3 separate regions of the Mus musculus genome follow, and regions 1 and 2 are each linked to region 3. A link is a contact called in public HiChIP or PLAC-seq data. All regions are on one chromosome and are shown on one strand. Each heading gives the region's core, a stretch centred on a gene start, on an enhancer-like site or on the middle of the called end of the contact. The rest is flanking DNA. Distances are from core to core; before and after follow the strand shown.

Region 1 (4,176 bases), core at 615-3,114, 56 kb after region 3:
CAAAAGCATTATGTGTGTATATTAATCCAAAACTGAAACTGTCTAGGGGAGCGAGAAGGAGGGGAGTGGAGTGAGATGGAAAGGGTGTGTTATGCTCAGTGTACTCGGGGTTGGAGAGAGGGTTCAGTAGCTGTGGTGGTTTTAATAGATTTGGCACCCATAGACCTCATGTGTTTGAATGCTTGTGCCATAGGGAGTGGCACTATTAGGAGATGTGACCCTATTGGAGTAGGTGTGATCTATTTGGAGGATATGTGTCACTGTGGGGGTGGGCTTTGAGATCTCATATTCTCAAGCTAGGCCTCATGTGGCAGTCTTTCTCCTGCTGCTCATGGATCAAGTTGTACAACTCTCAGCTCCTTCTTCCAGCAGCATGTCTGCTTGCACGCTGCCGTGCTTCTGGCTATGTCAGTCATGGACTAAACCTCTGAAACAGTAAGCCGGGCCCCAATGAAATAATGAAATGTTTTCTTTTATAAGAGTTGCCTTGGTTTTGGGGTCTCTTCACAGCAATGACCCTAACTAAGACAGTGGCTAAGATTGCTTGCTCTTCTTGATGGGGCTCAGAGTTCAGGTCATGGGACCCACGTCACGAGGCTCACAACCAACAAACTGTAACTCCAGCTCCAGGAATCCAACTCTCTCTTCTAGCCTCCTTAGGCTCCCATACACACGCACACGCACACGCACACACAAAGGTATACACATGCACAAAAACATATACCTAAATAAAAGTAAAACAAAAATATATTCCTGCAAGGAATTAAAAATAAAAGAAAGTGCCCATAAAAAACAATGGTTCCCCCCCCCATAAAGACTGAAATCATGATATTTGCAGGAAGATGAATAGAACTGTAGATCATTATATTAAGCGATAAGAGCAAATAGTGCACCTGCATGTGTGTGCATGAGTGTGTGTGTGTGTGTGTGTGTGAGTGTGTTAGGCCATGAAAGTAGAAAGGAGGCCATGATGGGGAAGGAAGAGATCTTAAGGGGTGAGGAGAAGGTGACAGAATACAAGTGACATAAAAGCAGAAGAGAAGGTGGGTGTATTTGGAGGAGAAGAGGGATCAGTAAGGAGATGAGAGGGCAGCAGAGAAGGGGACAAGAACAAAGTGTAACAACATCTGTGTCTGAAACCCATCACTTTGTATGTTGATCTACACAAATTAGAGTTTAAACAAACAAACAAACAAACAAGCAACTGTAATAGGATTCAGCCATTTCCTTGACTCAGGTGTGGGGAGGGCAGAGCATAGGAAGTACTGAAAGCAGAAGATGGAAGTATTTATCTGAATTTATTTTTTTGCAGAGTCTTTTTCTACATTGGTTATCCACTGAGTACCATGCTCTGATTTCAGTGCTGGGCTGTGAATAAAATGATCCCATATCTTCAGGTCTCTCCTTGTGGCTTTCCTGGGTTCTTTATCGGATTCAAGATAGCGCAGTCAGTAATGTGAGCTGACTTTTGGTAACAGGCAGGGTGACAGAAGTGACTACTGCTTTTTTTTTTTTTTTTTAAACAGTGAGAAGCAGTACAATCATCATTGCCTTTGCCAAGACAGAAGACAAATTGCCGGGGGCTCCTGCTTGTCACTGGCAAGAATACTGCGATGCTGGGGCGACACAAATTACTCCAGAAGGGCAGGACTCTGTCACTTTCTGAGAATCGGTTTGGCTTTGTCCACAAAGGCTCCCGATGGAGGGTCTGGAATTCCGCTTTTTGATCAGTCCAAAGCGTGGCCTTTTCACAGCACATTCCACCATGCCAACAGCCGTTTCCAGAGAGGAACTGAGAATTAAGTGGAGCTCTGGTTGCAGATGATTCTTTTTCCGTGCCTAGCTACCCAAACAAAGAGACCGAGCCAGAAGCCAGATCTGCAAGGGCGCGCGCACAATGGGACTGGTGCACGGGAATGTTCAGGGCTCTGCCTGATTAAACTGCCTTCAGAGCGCCAGGGGGCAATTTCGCTAAGCCTCCCTGTGTTGTATTTTGGCAGCTCTCTCTTCCCAGCCCCCTCTGCATCCCCTTCACATCCTCAAACCCATTTGCGCCCTCATTTGGATTGAGACCAATTCACACAGACTGGCAGAGCTGTAATTGGTATCTTACTTACCTTGGCTTCTTTTTTTCTCTGATCATTCAAATAATGACAGCTTTTTTTTTTCTCTCCCTTTTTCATGGGTGGGGGGGGAGGGAGGTGGAGGGAGAGAGAGAGAGAGAGAGAGAGAGAGAGAGAGAGAGAGAGAGAGAGAGAGAGAGAGAGAGAAAGACTTGGGGAGTTACAGTTGAGTTTTCTGACGCACTGCTACAGGGAAATAAAATGCATATTTTAAGATGTTTTTCTATTTCTGTTTCCTCTCCTCCCACCTCAGCCAAACAGTTGACACTGACGGGAAAACATTAACAGGGAGAATTGATGCCCCCCTCTGAAGGTGTTGGGACCACAGAGGCAGCATCCTCCAGAGTTGATGTGTCAAAATGTTGATGTTCTCATTTAAGACTGTCATCGTTGTGGTAATTGGTACCTCCATTTGTTAGATTCTGTTTGTTTATATGCGTTTCATTTCAAGTGATGTTTCTTAGGGTAATATTCACAAGGGCTTGGGGCTCCTGGAGTGAAAAGTGTTATATAAACTGAAATGATTACCCCCTGGCAAAAGGTAATCTCCCTGGCACACACCACCTGGTTCTAACATTTGCACAGCACTTCACTGTTAAGCAAGAGTTTTTCATGTATACTATCTCCTGCAAGCCCCCTGATAAGACCGTGGGGCTCCTGAAGCTATTCTGTTTTGCCCTGCCACCAGGCATGTGTGGTCTCTACCTGGCAGCTGGCTGCCTCTTCATGGGTGTTGCTGTCTTGCTAAAGAAACCATCCCAAGTGGCTTGGTCTCTGAGAAGGGGCAGATTTAGAGAGACACAAACCAACACAAAGTAATTAGAGGATTTTCAGCTCCCCCCACCCCACCCCCATCTGCTAAGGAGGGACACCAGGCAGATAATTTTTAGATCCTTTTGACAGTCTGGGTGAGAGGAAAAATCTGCGAATAAAACTGATTCCATCAAAAGCACGTAGACATTTTAGTTAAGGACACAAACAGTAAAACAGGATTTGTAAATGGATTGACTGAAACGTGCCACTTAGCCACAGGCTAGAGGATAACCTGCTAAGCCGGGGGTGGGGGTGGGGGGAGAGACAGACAGAGAGACAGAGACAGACAGAGAGTTGGGGAGAGCTGTGGGTTTCAGCAGGGCAGCTGCCACACACATGAGTTTACAGCAGCTCTGGCAGCATGTGTAAGATCTGCAAGCTCAATCCAGACCAACTCTCAGCATGGGGAGGAGAAGTGGGCAAGAAGTTCCCACCCCTCGCAGAGGAGCTACTGGCAAGTAGTAACTGCCAGGAGAGGGCGAGTGGGTTTCCTTTCAGAGTCTTTGTAGCCCCTGCTGAGTTGACTGTGCTCCAGTGGAAGGTCATAAATCCGAGAATATTCACGCAGCACAAATTGGACTTGATGGATCTTAGAAGAGAAAATGACACAAAGTTAGGTAGGTAGAGAATGGGGGATGGGAATGGGAGGAGGAGCTGGAGAAGGAGGTGAATAAAAACGTGTACATTTTTCCCTTCTAAGAACTAGTATATGCGTATGTATTTCACATATATGTCTGTAACTATATTTAATAAGCTGCGTGTGCCCAAAGAGATGGCTCAGAGGTAAGAGCACTGGCTGTTCTGACAGATAACCCAGGTCCAAGGATCTAAGTTTGACTCCTAGAACCCATGTGGTAACACAAACCACTTGTTACTCAGAGGAGCCGGTGCCCTCTTCTGGCCTCAGAAGGCACTGCACACATGGTGCACAGACATACATGTAGGCAAAACAGTCACTCATACACATACAAATAAAAATAAAGGAAAATTTAAAAACAAATCAAAACGTGTTTGCTTAGACGTTTATAACCTCAGAGTTGAGGTGGCATTTTGTTTGCTTGCTTTGTTTTCTTAGATTAAAAAACAGTATATGGGTACGAGTGCCGTTTTCTGTGTGTTTGGAGGCGCCCTCAGGGGCTAGGAGAGGGCCTTAGATCCTCTGATGCTGGAGTTACATGTGGCTCTGTGGGGTCTGAGAAACAAACTCAGAGCTTCTGAAAGGGCATCGGGTGCTAATAAC
Region 2 (4,567 bases), core at 329-2,828, 37 kb before region 3:
TGTACAAGCAAACGTGTGTTTCTTTAATGATTGAATCTACCTTAATAAGAGAAAAACTAACCAATTAATTTTAACAAGAAAACCAGTAACATTAAAACAAAACAAAACAAAACAAAACAAAACAAAAGCTGAAAAGAGTTGGGCTGGGAGCAGTGGAGGCAGGGGAAACTTCAGGATGTATTGTTGACTAAGAGAAAATACCAATATTTCAATGATAAAAGACAAAAACAAGCACATTTTAAACACACATAAAAATCATTAACTGACAAACATTTAAGATGATCATGGAAAAACAGAAAACTAAAGATTCAAATTGCAAAGAAATAAAATTTAGAAACATTCCTTTTGACAAATGAAAAGTGTAATGAAGTAAGAATAACAGAACTTTCCCATAGGAAAACGAGGCCCAGATGGCAACTAATAAAGTCTGCCAGCTCCTTAAACAATCAAGACCAATTCTTAAATTCTTCCAAAACTACCCTCTACTCCTTCTGTGGGGCCACAATTCCCCAATACTGAAACAATATATCCACCATCAGGAAACTACAAAGTAACAGTTGTTATAAAACAGACAAAAAGTGGGCTTTATCCCAGGTATGCAAATGATGCTTCCATATAGTATAAACTACTTGTAAGAATGAAAGATGATCCTTTGATAAACTTAGAGAAAGTATTTAACTTGTTATGACAAAATCTTCACACCCTGACACTGAAGAGGAACTTCCCTAACCAGCAAGCTCCATGGGAATAAACTAACAATGAGTTCAGCAAGATTTTGGGGAATATAAGATCACCACAGAAAACCAAACTGTTCTTCTCTGCAACTAACAATGAACATTTTGAAAATAAAAAGAACAATTCCTAACAGCATCAAAAAGAATAGTTCTTAGGAAATAAACTCAAAAGTAATACAAAATTTTAATTTTTTTTGTTTTTTGAGACAGGGTTTCTCTGTGTAGCCCTGGCTGTCCTGGAACTCACTGTGTAGACCAGGCTGGCTTCAAACTCAGAAATTCGCCTGCCTCTGCCTCCCAAGTGCTGGGATTAAAGGCATGCGCCACCACGCCCAGCCTAAAATTTTAATTTTTAATTATTACAGCTACAATATATCACTGACCATGCCTTGGTAAGAATTAAGTTGTTTTGTTTTGAAATGATCTTACTACAATCTTAAGACTGCACCTCCCGGGTATTGCATGCTGCAATCCCAGTGCTTGCAAAATGATGGCCGAAGAATCAAGACTTCAAGGTTATCCTCACCTACATACCAAGCCACCATAGGCTACTATATCAAGATTGCTCAAATGACAAGCCCAAAAACCAAAAAGAGGGGAAGAAAAGATAGAGGACATTTCTCAAATTCATTTCCAGAGTAAGCATAATAAGGGCTCTACACTCAGCCAGAGTTCACCCCCTGAAAATGGACAAGCCGACCCTGAGGCTTACACAGAAGAATGAATGAGGATCTGAAACAGCCACAGTTATTTTGTAAACAAAATTGCAGCACTCCACACCCTCTGATTTCACACTTGCTGATCAGTCATTCTCTGCCGGAGAAATGAGTCAATTCAAGCCAAATTGGGGGAAGCTCTGGGGTAAGTTCACCAACCTTACAGGAGTGAAGCAGACATGCAGACAGGGAGACAGAAGGGGGGGGGGCAAATATTGATTTGGGGTGTTGGAGGGGAGAATTCAGAGAGGAGAACAAGGGAAGAGAAGAAGAGGGGAGGGGAGGGAACTAAAATGTCTGGGTTATATAGTGAAGAGCTGGTGGGTGAGAGGAAGCCCAGCCCATGGGTTGTAAGGTTCAGCATACATAGTGGGGTACACCAGTCATGGCCTGTAACAGGTAGGGACTGAGGGATGCTGAGAGAAACTGGAGGCCTGGTACACTTTGATATGTTAAATATGCACTTCATATTGCAGACCACTTGTCTGAAGCCTGAAAGCCTGAAACCTTCCTGGAAATGTACAGTAAAGGTGGTGGGGAATGAGGGACTGGCCTCGATGGCTATGGATAAACATAAAGCAAAGGATTAAAACTGAGCCCCAAAATAACCCTGACACATCCATGCACCACTGACCGGCAGTTAGTCCTTACCACAAGAACTCAGGATGGATCACAGCCCGACACGTAAGAGCGACCTGTGAGCTCTTTGAAAGAATTGGAGACCTGAACCTGACTTTCACATGGATTAAGTAATGTTCTATATAACACCAAGAAAACAGACCAAATAATAATAATAATCACAGAAAAACAGAAAAGGAAAAAAGCTACAATGAGAAACCAATTGAAGCCTAAGTACAGAAGAAAATTAAAGCCAGACAAGGGCAAGCACATCTTTATCTCAGCAAGAGAGCAGAGGTCTCTGAGAACACAGGGCTCTATCTGATTAGCATCCCCAAACACTTCATAACAATGTGAAACAATGTAAAAAGGGAGGGGGAAATGGAGCTACTGATCACAGCATTACACACAAGACATAGGCTGTTGCAGGGCCTAAGGCTGTACCAGTCCACTTGTTACGACAAAAGAGATGGGTAATGTCTCATGTTTATTGTACACCACTCACACGTAATTTATATACATAATTCATATACATATTTAACACTTTGGGGACAGTAACAAAGTAAAATTTAAAATATGGGAAATGAAGGATTTTTAATTAGTTTGGATGTTTAGTGCTTTAGTCATACTTGATTTAGTACTTGAAGTACTTTAAGGTACTGGAGGCTGTTACTGGGGCCAAGAAAGGACAAAAAGCAGGGGATGTGGCTAAGAGAAACAATCTCTACTGCAGTCCCTGGGACAAAGGAAAGAAATGCCACAGCTGCATGGTAGCAGGAGCCACTAGCCCAGGTGCCAGGGTGACCAAGGAACCCCAACTGTACCTAAACTCACCCGTTCTATAGCTTCTTTCTCCTGAGGTGTTACTTGAATGTAATTCATGTGCCCACTTCCAGCTTCTGCAATTCCTCCACCGCCTCCTCCGCCACCGCCTCCTCCGCCACCACCTCCTCCACCTTGACTGCCTGCTTCCTGAACTGGTTCATTCAGCATCTGAATAAAATGCTCCTGGTGTTGGCTAATTTGCTGTAGTGATGGAGAAATGGAAGAAATAACACATAATTACTGTCTGTGGAAAAAAAAGCAAACCTAAATAAAAACAAGAAAAAGATAAGCCAGGCACGGGGAGTCACACTTTAATTCCAGCACTGGGAAGGCAGAGGATCATCTTAGGCATGGCTGAGTCATATAGTAAATTCAATTCCAGACCAGCTCTATCTAAGAGTCAGAAAGAAAGTTAGTTTTAAGTGATTTCTTATATTAAGAAATCACTTAAAATATAAATATAAGAAACACAACAGTTCTGAAAGGTAAATGATGGAGAAAATACAAATTCTTCCAAAAATACTCCACTCCCAAAACAACATTAAAGAGCTGGGGGTTGGGGGGTTGGCAGACGCCTTTAATCCCAGCACTCGGGAGGCAGAGGCAGAGGCAGGCGGATTTCTGAGTTCCAGGCCAGCCTGGTCTACACAAAGTGAGTTCCAGGACAGCCAGGGCTACACAGATAAACCCTGTCTAGAAAAAAACAAACAAACAGAGCTGGGGGGGGGGGGGCAGTGTGATGGCTCAGTGAGTAAGTACACTGACTGCTCTTCCGAAGGTCCCAGGTTCAAATCCCAGCAACCACATAGTGGCTCACAACCATCCTTAATGAGATCTGACGCCCTCTTCTGGTGCTGTCTGGAGACAGCTACAGTGTACTTATTTATAATAGTAAATACATCTTTGGGCCAGAGTAAGCGGGCCTGACTAGGCCAGACTGGAGCAAGCAGGGCTGACCAGAGCGAGCAGAGGTACTAAATTCAATTCCCAACAACCATATGAAGGCTCACAACCATCTGTACACGTACAGTGTATATATAATAAATAAATAAATCTTAAAAAAGAAAAAGAAAAAGAAAGAAAGAAAGCAAAGCAAAGCTAAGCTAAGCTACCATGGGGGCTGGAAAGATGGCTCAGAGATGGTTAAGAGCACTGACTGCTCTTCCAGGGGTCCTGAGTTCAATTCCCAGCAACCACATGGTGACTCACAACCATCTGTAATGGGATCTGATGATGCCTTCTTCTGGTGTGTCTGAACACAGCTACAGTGTACTCATATAAATATAATAAATCTATCTTTAAAAAAAAAAACAAAAAGGGGGGCTGGTGAGATGGCTCAAATCCCAGCAACCATATGGTGGCTCACAACCACCTGTAACAAGATCTGATGCCCTCTTCTGGTGTGTCTGAAGACAGCCACAGTGTACTTACATATAATAAATAAATACATCTTTAAAAAAAAAAAAAACTAAAAAAGAAAGCAAGCTACCATGGACCTAAGTAGAGAACTTACTCTTCATGTACATATTGTATTTTCCACACTAATAGGCTATTCTGTGCTGTATAAAACTCAACTATTTTCTGGTCTGAGCATGAAGTATGCCCATAGGTAAGTTTCTAAGAGGCAATGTTCCACTCATAGCAATCTTATGAAAAGCAATTTCCAAAGTTAAA
Region 3 (4,477 bases), core at 1,402-3,901:
GGCAGGTGGTTTCTGTGAATTCCAGATCAGTGAAAACTTGTCTCGAATGAATGAGAAGATGTATGACGATGTGTGTGTTTATACACTAATCAGACTCACTACAGATATAAATAAAGGGGCTATGGTGTAAGCACTGGTACAAAGTTTGTCTATGTATGCATAAAGCCCGAAGTCCCTGTCCTGGATCCCTAGCCAAGTGAAAAGGGAGGCATGGAATATAGAATCAAAACATTTCACAATACTAGTTTTTACATTACAGTAATAGCAACAAATTACATTTGTTCTAGTAACAAAAGACCAAACATGTATTTCTAAAAATGTAAACTATTACACCCCCTGTAAATAATTGTAAAGTTATAAACAATAAGTGCAGTTAGGAAGTATTAGCTCAAAATAACAGCAGATGTATGTATGTGTGTGTGTGTGTGTGTATTTCAGTAGTGTGAAGTTACTGAACAACTCTAACACATTCATATATTAAGAAATAAAGCAAAACATGTTTCTCCATGTTTTAGTGCTTCTGGGATAAATTAAAAGCCCAAAGAGTAAGGACAATTTATCTCATCATTTATCACCTGCATTGAGCCAAATGCCAAGGAGGCATTTTACATATTTGCATATCATCACTTAAGAGATGACTGTGTGACTCCTTTTGAAGGTGCTGGAGATGAACTCAGGGTCTCACACCTGTCTGATATCCCAGCCCTGTACTTTAAGTAGTAGAAGAAAATGGTGGTGCACTCCCTTAATCCCAGCACTCAGGAGGCAGAGGCTGGCTGATCTCTGAGTTTGAGGCCAGCCAGGGCTAGAGTTGAGTTCCAGGACAGCCAGAGATACACAGAGAAACCCTGTCTCAAAAGCCTAAAGAAAAAAAAAAGGGGGGGGGTGAGGAAGAAATTTGATTCTACAGGGCCTCTGTCCACTAATTGTTAACAACTGCTTCTGTGAAGATTGCAGAGCTCTCATGTAAATGTTTTTCTATACTTTCAAGAATTATTGCAGATATCTGGAAATTAAATAACTTCTTATAAAATTATTTTGTGCCACAATTTCAAAAAGGTTGGGAATTCTTGGCTTCTTATTAAAGATTGAAGGAGACTTTAGAATATTAGATGTGATAGGTAAAACAAAACACCATGTCTTCACACAAACATATACTGATTACATAGTAGGCCTTATTTAGAAATCAACTAAATGCCATTTAATCCTCACCATCTCAGCTGGTACAGTTCCCATTTCAGAAAATCAAACAGGGTAGTTTGTCCCGCTGTAGAAAACGAGTTATAGAGCCACAAATAGAATTCGGATCTCGGATCTATTTAATTAACACCACGTCCTGGTTGTTTCAATTACAAACTCAATCAGTCAAAAAAAAAAAAAAAGAAGAAGAAGAAGGAAACCCCCCCACACAAATATGCAGTAATCTATTGACATAGCGTCATAATTCCACGTGAGAAAAAATTTTATTCGCATGACATTTTTTAGATTCCTGACATAAAGTTGTATTAAAGTTAACACAGATCTTTTTACAGGCAAAACCGGAGACCACTGCATTAGAATTTATCACGTGAACTCGTTAAGTGTAGTAGTCGGCTTTTTAACTGTAGAACACCAAGTTTTTATATTTTTCTCCCTCCCTTCAAATACTACTATTCTAGGAGTCCGAGGAGCGTTCAGGTTCCCAAGACGACCGAAAGAACGCATTTAAATCCGGATCTGAAGGTTTCTAATGCAAAATTCTTCACCACCAACGTGGCCTCAGAACGTAATCCACCTGTGGGTGTGGGTTCAGTGGCTGCGAGGGGAAGGATCGTAAAAACTAATCCAAAATAAGACATAAATAAAAGGGCTCCTTCTGAGAGGCCAAAAAATTCATTTTTCCCCCACCATCCCTCCCGGCTGCAGACAAAACTAGGCGCGTTTAAGGCCCACCGTCTTGGGTAACCGGCCCCTTAGACCTCTGCACCTAGCCATGTCGCCGGAGGGTGGTGGCTTCGCCTGGGTCTCCCTCCCTCCCCCACCTGTGCACGTCAGGCCCGGCTCCAGCGCCCAGGCCGCCAGGTCTCCCCTCCCCCTCCGTCCCCACGACCACGCGCTCCGGGCCGCGGCCACCAGCGCCCACGCGGACCGGTGCTGCTCCACGCCATCTGCCCCCGGGCCTTCCTCGTTGTCGGCCACAAAGCCGGCGGTGACCCGACGCCCCTCTGGGGCCCTCCCGCGCCGCCCCGACTCGGGCCCGCGCTCCCCTAACCCGGCGGCGCATACCGTCTCCTCCGGGTCGATGTCGATCTTGAAGGTCTGCTGCTGAAGGGTCTTCAGGGTGACCTGCATGGTGCCTAAGCCGGGGCCTGGCCGCCCCGGGGTGGCCGCGATCCTCGCGCTCTCGGGAGGAAGGCGGTGGGGGTGGGGGGGCTTGTCACATTCGCCCGGAGTCGCACTCACCCCGGGCCCCGCGTCTCCCCTGGCCGCGCCGCCGCTCGCTCCCGCGGCTTTCCCGGTAAGCTCGACCCGCGGTGCTTCCTCACGCGCCAGCCACTGGGCCCGCAGGAGGCGCGAGGGACTCCCCGAGAGACGCAGAGAACCCGCTACCTCACCACAGGATGGTGGCCGCCATCACCGTGACTCGCCGAGACGTGACCCCTCCCCCACCAGAAAAAAACCCGGAGGATGGGGCCAGACTCGGGCGATCTGAGCAGGCGCAGGGTGCGGCGACGCAGTGCGCAGGCGTGAACAGGAACTCCGCCCGGGAATTGGAGGCGGGGCGATGGGTGGGGCTGGAATATCGTGCGGCGCGGCACCGGCGTGCGCAGGCGCACTTCGCAAGCAGAGGCGCTCGCGGAGGCCTGGTCCGCTCCGCGGTCCTGCAGTGGCTCCGCCTACATCCAGGCTCCGCCCAGCGGCGCGAGTTGCGCAACCCGTAGCCGGGGAACGGCTACGTGGAGTCCCGGCTCAGTGGCTGCGGCTCAGCGAGCGCGGAACCTTGAGGGCGGTGGAGCGGGCGGAGCCTTAGTGCAAGGATTGCCGAGGGCCGGCCCAGGAGGGGCGCACATCGCCAGTCGAGCATGTGTAATGCCGGTTGCTTCCCTGATTCTGAGACTGACTTCAGCCATGGACTGCTTGCTTGCCAGTCTTGTGTTCTCTCACCAGCCTTGGGACCTCCCACCTCTAAAGAAAGGCGGATTTAAGAAGGAGGCCTAGTTGTGTCACGCCTTTCCCTCTATCGTTTTGCTTCGTTTAGGTGTTGGTGGTAGATATTAGGCGGTTGCCTCTCCTCACCCCCTTCCCCCGCCCCCCCCCGCCTCACCCCAAGCGCTGCTTTCCTTTGCACGTGGACCCTTTTAATCTTTGCTCAAATGTCGCCTTCTTGAACTCTATCCTGCCTATCCAACTTAAAGTATCTTATTCGGATCTCATTATCCAGCTCCACTTGTCTCAGTAACCATTCATCACCTTCTGGGTACTCTACACTATGTGTATTTAGCGTGTGTGTCTTCTCTTCTTTTTCTGGTCCCCAGGCTGAAGCTACACAGAGGCATGCATTTTGTTTTGCCCACGTTGTGCCCCAAAGCCTACAGAATAAGCCTAGCACATTGTAGGTACAAGGTAAATATTAGAAAAATAGGTAGACGTGCTTCTGGTTCCTTGGCAGTAAGGGTGAGATGTCACTCAGCTAATTGGTGGTTGGAGAGGGTGGGATAATGCATGTAAGTCTTAGAGTCAGGAACACAAAGTTAAGTGCTTGGCTGTAGCTGTATGATTATTTACACAGCGATAAGACCAGAGTGCAGAGGTGTCGGGTAATAAGCACCACAATAGTAAGTGACACTTTAGGTGCTTGTCTGTATGCTGCCTCTTAATAGTGCAGTGACCCCTGTTAGACTTAAAAAGAAGAAAAAGCAGTTACCATCAGACCACAGTGAGGACAATTATGAGCATCCCCCATCTCTGAGCCAGCACCATCAATGATTACAGTATCGCTATTTGGATTTTCATGATTCCAGAAGCTAGGATATAATTTTGTCATGGAACTTTCCCTAACCAAGCCCCCTCTCCACCGACAAGGTATGTCCCTGAACTATGATAAATATCGAATTCTCTGCCGGCTAGGCTGTCTTCCTGTGGAACTAGTCTTAGTCACCAGGTATGCTCAACTTTTGCTCTGAAAAACTGGCAGCTGGGATCTCTCCCTTTAGCTATAGGGTCAGCCAAAGGCAAAGCAGTATTACTGTTTTCAGCGTAACCAGATGCTGGAAAAAAACATGGGCAAAGGTAGCAACTGACTTCCTTATGGGCTTTCCCTTCAAGCCATTTCTCCCCTCACTCATGACATTCCACCTCTTAGGTACTCAGATCCAAACATCGTCATCATCCTTAAGTCCCTTTCTTCCCTGACTCCTGCTGCCTAGCCACCACATCCAAAACAGGGTCAGGTCTTATCACATTTACTCTCCACTGTGTACCCACACGTTTACCCACT

The links. HiChIP or PLAC-seq counts read pairs in DNA pulled down with a chosen protein or histone mark.
Region 1: an H3K27ac HiChIP or PLAC-seq map of stem cell-derived anterior neural progenitor cells shows a contact between it and region 3, with 12 times the contacts expected there. The contact joins the enhancer-like site here to the promoter of Rad23b in region 3. A contact is called at or near these places in 10 of 39 promoter capture datasets (the 3T3-L1 cell line, 3T3-L1-derived adipocytes, the C10 cell line and 6 more), 5 of 15 datasets of contacts at CTCF or cohesin (the G1E-ER4 cell line, the NIH/3T3 cell line, embryonic stem cells and 2 more), 49 of 484 Hi-C or Micro-C datasets (the 63-12 cell line, B cells, the C10 cell line and 23 more), 21 of 115 datasets of contacts at active chromatin or transcription factors (the SCID.adh cell line, T-cell acute lymphoblastic leukemia, bone marrow-derived dendritic cells and 10 more) and 3 of 9 other capture datasets (adipose tissue, embryonic stem cells and liver).
Region 2: an H3K4me3 HiChIP or PLAC-seq map of bone marrow-derived macrophages shows a contact between it and region 3, with 2.4 times the contacts expected there. The contact joins the enhancer-like site here to the promoter of Rad23b in region 3. A contact is called at or near these places in 9 of 39 promoter capture datasets (the 3T3-L1 cell line, 3T3-L1-derived adipocytes, cranial neural crest and 6 more), 1 of 15 datasets of contacts at CTCF or cohesin (CD8 T cells), 20 of 484 Hi-C or Micro-C datasets (CD4 T cells, CD8 T cells, the G1E-ER4 cell line and 10 more), 11 of 115 datasets of contacts at active chromatin or transcription factors (CD8 T cells, the HPC-7 cell line, the SCID.adh cell line and 5 more) and 3 of 9 other capture datasets (adipose tissue, liver and pancreatic islet).

Annotation. Positions count from the first base shown.
Region 1 is chr4:55,292,124-55,296,299 of GRCm38.p6, reverse strand. Gm52739 (a long non-coding RNA gene) reads left to right here. Exons shown (of 3, transcript XR_003955414.1): 3 at 1,527-2,161. Among named protein-coding and RNA genes, the nearest start is that of Gm52739, 11 kb to the left of the region's middle. Within about 2 kb of position 1,864, at least 72 of the 459 cell types and tissues checked have an H3K27ac peak or open chromatin away from gene starts, as enhancers often do. A contact at or near this core is called in the MC3T3-E1 cell line, the P5424 cell line, cerebral cortex and 6 more, where this site is marked.
Region 2 is chr4:55,383,937-55,388,503 of GRCm38.p6, reverse strand. It overlaps Rad23b (RAD23 homolog B, nucleotide excision repair protein), which reads right to left. Exons shown (of 10, transcript NM_009011.4): 9 at 2,903-3,094. Among named protein-coding and RNA genes, the nearest start is that of Gm34290, 13 kb to the left of the region's middle. Within about 2 kb of position 1,578, at least 8 of the 459 cell types and tissues checked have an H3K27ac peak or open chromatin away from gene starts, as enhancers often do. A contact at or near this core is called in bone marrow-derived macrophages, where this site is marked.
Region 3 is chr4:55,348,216-55,352,692 of GRCm38.p6, reverse strand. Rad23b (RAD23 homolog B, nucleotide excision repair protein) reads right to left here and starts at 2,651. Exons shown (of 10, transcript NM_009011.4): 1 at 2,266-2,651. The coding sequence starts at 2,331.